Regions from separate parts of the Zea mays genome. Here region 2 is linked to region 1. The links are chromatin contacts, called in public Hi-C maps. All regions are on one chromosome and are shown on one strand. The core of a region is the stretch at or near the end of the contact, and the rest is flanking DNA. Distances in the headings are between cores, read along the strand shown. Region 1 holds the start of LOC100502213. Region 2 has its middle 71 kb from the start of LOC100285310.

Region 1 (2,700 bases), core at 56-2,555:
TCTGAGAAAGTTATCAGAAGGTTATCACTTGACACAGGCTTCTGCCATGAAAGATTCCGGTTAGTGCCAGGTTTGAATTGCCCCTGATTCACCCTCATGATCTTCTTGTAACTTGGAGCAGACGCTTTATGATTCAGAGCATTTGAGACAATCAAGGTGTTACTGCCTATTAAGTCAGAGAATAAGAGGTATCAGGTAACGCAGCCAGATCAGTAAAGAAGCAGGCCATCAATACATGGAAGGAAACTGGCATAAAACATGAAACACAGGATCGCTAATCACCTTTACCGAGGAGACTTGCCGATGGCACTTGAGATCCAGCCTCCACAAACTTCCCAAGAATGGATGCGGCACCTAGCTGAGTTTGCAGAGTCTGTTCGAAGCAATTTAATGAGTATGATAAGCGACAAATGTTGCAAATCTAAGCTCACGTATCGGCAATAAATGCATTGGTATGTTCATACATAGGTACATAACACAAAAGGGTGACAGATATGCAATCATGTATGTACATGCTAAATATGAGAAATCGATAAATGCAGTGCATAAATAGATCAATCAGAATCTCACAGCACTTAAAGCGCCAGTCATGTACACCGTACAGTACCCAAACCAACAACACCGACTTGGCAACTACAACTTCAAGGCAGCTCAACCATAACAGCAGAATCAGATCGCATTTAAGCCCTAGATGGTTGTCATAGTCCTAACTCCTAAACACCGAACAACGAGCTTCTAAGCATGCATCCAATCCCATTCCCATACTGGAAGCCCTCTTCCGGTCGCTGCCAGGTCTTAGAGCCACAGCCAGTGCCACAACAGCGCGTCCATCCCCCAACAATTCGCCAAGCTACAAATCAAGCACGCTTCATCAGAACACCTAAGCAAGGAAGCATCCAGCACCGCCAATCCAAGTTCGGTACCCTAGCCGCGGGACGAGTCAAAAGCGTCAACGGCAAGCAACTGTAGAGCGGACGCGATAGAGCTGAAGCAGCTAGATCCGGGGACGAGCGAGCGAGCGCGGGTCGAGAAGGCGCGAGAGCTCACCTCGTCGTCGTCGGCGCCGGAGGAGAGCTCGCCTTCTTCGCGCACCCTCGCAACCGCTGTCACCGGCGGCGGAGGAGGAGGAGGAGGAGGAGGAGGAGGACGACGATGCGGGACCGCGCTAGGGTTCTGCGAGGCGGCGGGCGCGGGTTTCGAGCCCGTCATGGGAGGGAGGAAGCGAGGCGACGGTTTTGGCGACGCGGCCGCGTCGTTTTCGCCGCGTGCCGTCGCGCCCTCGTCCTCCGAGAACGGAAAGGGTAGGGGAAAGCAGCTACGATTTTTTTTTTGTCGTAGGCGCCGAGATCCTGACCGGTGGGGCCCGCAAGTATGGAGAGAGCCAGAGAGGGCGGCGGCGTGGCCCCGTGGGCGCGAGAGGGATTCCAATTCCCACGTTTTTTGTCTGCGGGGCCGTCGGATTTTCGGGGCTCACGCTATAGGTTGCCAAACGGGCCGGGCTATATGGGCCAGCACGAAACACGACTATTTTAATATGACACGAACACAGCACGTGTAACGCCCCGAATTTTTGCAGTTGAATTTTTTTTCTTTTCTTTACTCGCCAAAATTCGGGCGTTACCTTTTCTTTTTCTTTTTCCCTCGCTAAACCTTGACCTTTTCCAAAGTTCTAGCGGGATTCGGTTTGGAATTCCCGTATGTATAAAAACCCTAAATACTTTATGTTGTTTGATGCACCATGCCGAACCTTGCATTTCTTTTGATTGCTTTGAAAGTGCAAATGCATTCATGTAGAAAGATCGGATTTCGAAAATGTTTTCTTTCTCTTTTCTTTCTCTTTTCTCTCTCTCTTTCTCTCTCCTTTTTTTTTCTCTCTCTCCCGCGCCGTGGGCCGACCCCGGCCGGCCCAGCCGCCCCCTGGCGCCCCCCTCTTGGGCCTAGTAGGCCCAGCCGCCCCTCCCCCTCTTTCCCTTATCCCCTAACCCTCTCCCTCTCCCCCCTCATTTTCTCCCTCCCCACCCAAGCCGCCGCCCCCTACCCGCCCCCTGCCCTAGCCGCCGCCCCTGCCTAGGCCGCCGCCCCTCCCCGTCGCCGTTCGGCCGCCCCGCTCGGCCGCCCCGTCCCCGTCGCCGGTGAGCTTCCCCCTCCCCCTCTCCTCCCTCCCCCATCCCCTCCCCCCTTTCCCCATGGCCGGTTCGGCCGCCTCCCTGCCCGCCGGTTCGGCCGCCCCGCCCCCCGGCTCGGCCGCCCCCTGCGCCGCCTCCCTGCCCGCCGGTTCGGCCGCCCCTGCGCCCAGCGGCTCGGCCGCCCCGCCCCCCTGCTCGGCCGCCCCCCTGCGCCGCCCGCGCCCGCGCCCCGCCTAGGGCCGGTTCAACCGCCCTAGGGCCGGTTCAACCGCCCCCCCCCTTCTGTTTTTTTATTTTTTTTTATTTTATTTTATTTACTTTCTGTGATCATAATTACTGTATTTTAAGTAGGCTAATCACTGTTTATGCTATGGGAAATAGGAAGTTTAATTTAAAATTCCGTTATGCTATTGATTCACGTAGTTAATTGTTTACCCTGTGCAATGTTGATCAACTAAAAGTGATTAGGTTTCCATCAGTATATATAAATATATGTAACAGAATTCTTTTGTTAAGAACCATTTGTAAGTGATCGTTAGTGCATAAGATTTAACCCCCCTGCGAGACCTTTCCC
Region 2 (2,700 bases), core at 149-2,648, 190 kb before region 1:
TGTTCTTCTAATATATCCACTTCACTTTCATTATTGCTCTAGTTTCAATAGACATCGTGTGAGAGCAATTAAGTGAAGAAATCATCCTTCTATTCTCCATTGAACTTGGTTTTAGATTTCACTAACCCCATCTATAGACCAAGTTTGTTGTTTTTATTTAAGTTTTTGCAGGATCACTTATTCACCCCCCTCTAGGTGCTCTCAGCCCTACCAGCGGCCTGCACACTCAGGCATAGTCCTGATAGGTCATGAGTGTGCCACTATCCGGGGATGGGTGGGCCATAAATGTGCCACAGTCCGATGGGCTCATAGGTCATCAGTGCTCTGCGGCTCGAGGGGTTCGTATGTCGGCGGACCAGCGCCTCTGCTGTGGCACGACGCAGTTTGCCATGTTGCACCATGCTAGTCGCCTACACACTCAGGCCTAGTCTCGATATGTCATGAGTGTGCCGCTAGCCATGGGATGCGCGGGTCATAAATACGTCGTAGTTTGAGGGGCTCGTAGGTCGTGAGTGCTCTGTGGCCCGAGGAGTTGGTAGGTCATGAGTGGAAGGCGGACCGACGCCTCCACTGTGGCTCGGCACCACGTACAGTCAATGCGATCGGTCACTTATGACGGGTCGGTTGGGCTAGGCGTGAGATCCACTCGAGTGGTTTCCCTTTGACACACTGGGCCCCCTTATCCAGTTTCGCCACGCCAGACCCTAGGCTCGGTGCCTTGGAGTTCGTCTCAGGGCAGGGTTTTCGAGGGTAGACATTATCTACCTCCTTTGGCTGATCGACGGACCCCGGATGTTATAACAAAGGTCCAATAAAAGGATTTTGATGTAAATTATCTTTCGTTGAAGTTAATAAGTATTATATAAGGATAAGTGTTAGAGCAGATATTAATAGAGATTATACAATAGAAACTATTATCCTTAAAATAATTATGTATGAGCTACATATCCAAAAGCATTTGCTTATGTAGGATAATAAATAAATGAATAAATAAAATAATAGGAATACTGCATCACATGCTGAGTTTTTTATTGTGCATCTTATATGAGTTTGAAAATACAAAATATATTTACAATTCAATTTGGAAATTAGAAAACAAAAATCTGAAAAGAAAATAGAAAAGGAAAAGAAAAGGAAACTGAAAAAAATAAAAGAAGAATCAAACCCGTAGGCCATTTTCTCCTCTCAGCATTGTTGGGCCCAACTCTCTCCCGCGCGGGCCCAACCAGACATTCCACCGCCAGCCCACCTTCGGCCGGCTCAAATCTTCCATTGCGGTCTCTGCCATGCGGGGCTCGCTTCTCGGTGTCACAACCACGTGCGACCTCCTCTGACCTACGGGCCCAGTTTACGACCCCCCGTGACCGGTGTCACAACCAGACATTCCTAACGTCGCTGACCGGTGGTCCCGCTCGTCAGCGAACCTCCTCCCGCTGCGCGCTCATGGACATGACCCCACCGTCTGGGACCGCTCGTTCGAGCGCTATGTGATAGGTGGGTCCCCCTTGTCATCTCTCTTCCCTCGTCGTAGTGAAACGAATAGAAATCTGTGGAGGTCCGAGCTTCCGGCCAAGAAAAAAATCCTGGCAACAAACTCTGTAGGGAACGCCGGTTTCCTAGGCTGTCGTGGGGTCCTCACGGGGTATATATCGCCGCTCCCTGGACCCTCCATCTGTGAACTCAAACTGAGAAAACAAAGAGTGATGGCGATGGGTGATAGATGAATGCTTGATGTATTATTGATCAAGAGAATCGGCTATATATAGGCAGCATCACCTGATTAGACATGCACGAGTATAACCGGTTTATAGAAGTAATACCCGGTGGTAAAGGAAGTGCATCACGTGATTAGGACTCTCCAACTATAGCCATGCGTGTACAAGGCAGGCCTAAAGCAAGGAAAGTAATCAATCTAATTATGGTAATCCAACACCCCAGTAGTAACGTGGTCAGCCACAAGGAAAAACATTCAGACTGGACCTGAACTCTGTGAACACCGACCAAGGCAATCCCTTAGTGAAGATATCAGTATACTGGGAGGAAGTAGGAACATGTAAAACTCGAACTGCACCGGCCGCAACTCGTTCTCGAACAAAATGTAGATCGATCTCAATGTGCTTCATACGCTGATGATTCACTGGGTTCGAGGAGAGGTAGACTGCACTAACATTATCACAGAAGACAACAGTGGCGCGCTTTAGGGAAATATGCATTTCCTGAAGGAGCTGTCGGAGCCAGGTGGTCTGAGCAACTGTATTTGCCACCGCACGATACTCTGCTTCAGCACTGGAACGGGATATAGTGGGTTGACGCTTGGATGACCGAGAGACGATCACCAAGAAAAACAGCAAACCCAGAGGTCGACCGACGGGTGTCAGGACAACCGACCCAATCAGCATCAGAGTAGGCAACCAATGTGCAGACATCCGTGGGACGAAGATGAAGGCCATGATCCAATGTCCCATGCAGGTAGCGAAGAATACGTTTAATCAACGTGTAATGTGGTTCTCTAGGATCATGCATGTGAAGACAAACTTACTGAACACCATATGAAATGTCAGGGCGAGTGAAAGTGATATATTGTAGAGCACCGGCCAGACCCCGATAGTGAGTCGGATCAGTGACGGGTGGACCCTCAGTGCCAGAAAGCTTGCCACTCGTGTCAGCAGGAGTAGAACATGGCTTACAATCGGTCATACC

Evidence for each region. Hi-C and Micro-C count contacts between places; a contact is called where the count stands out from the background.
Region 2: a Hi-C map of bundle sheath shows a contact between it and region 1, with 2.3 times the contacts expected there. The contact joins the enhancer-like site here to the promoter of LOC100502213 in region 1. A contact is called at or near these places in 2 of 25 Hi-C or Micro-C datasets (bundle sheath and tassel).

Annotation. Positions count from the first base shown.
Region 1 is chr1:153,862,033-153,864,732 of Zm-B73-REFERENCE-NAM-5.0, reverse strand. LOC100502213 reads right to left here and starts at 1,305. Exons shown (of 9, transcript NM_001363234.1): 1 at 1,048-1,305; 2 at 283-373; 3 at 1-166. The coding sequence starts at 1,209.
Region 2 is chr1:154,054,494-154,057,193 of Zm-B73-REFERENCE-NAM-5.0, reverse strand. No RefSeq gene overlaps it. Among protein-coding and RNA genes, the nearest start is that of LOC100285310, 71 kb to the right of the region's middle. Within about 2 kb of position 1,398, at least 17 of the 20 cell types and tissues checked have an H3K27ac peak or open chromatin away from gene starts, as enhancers often do. A contact at or near this core is called in bundle sheath and tassel, where this site is marked.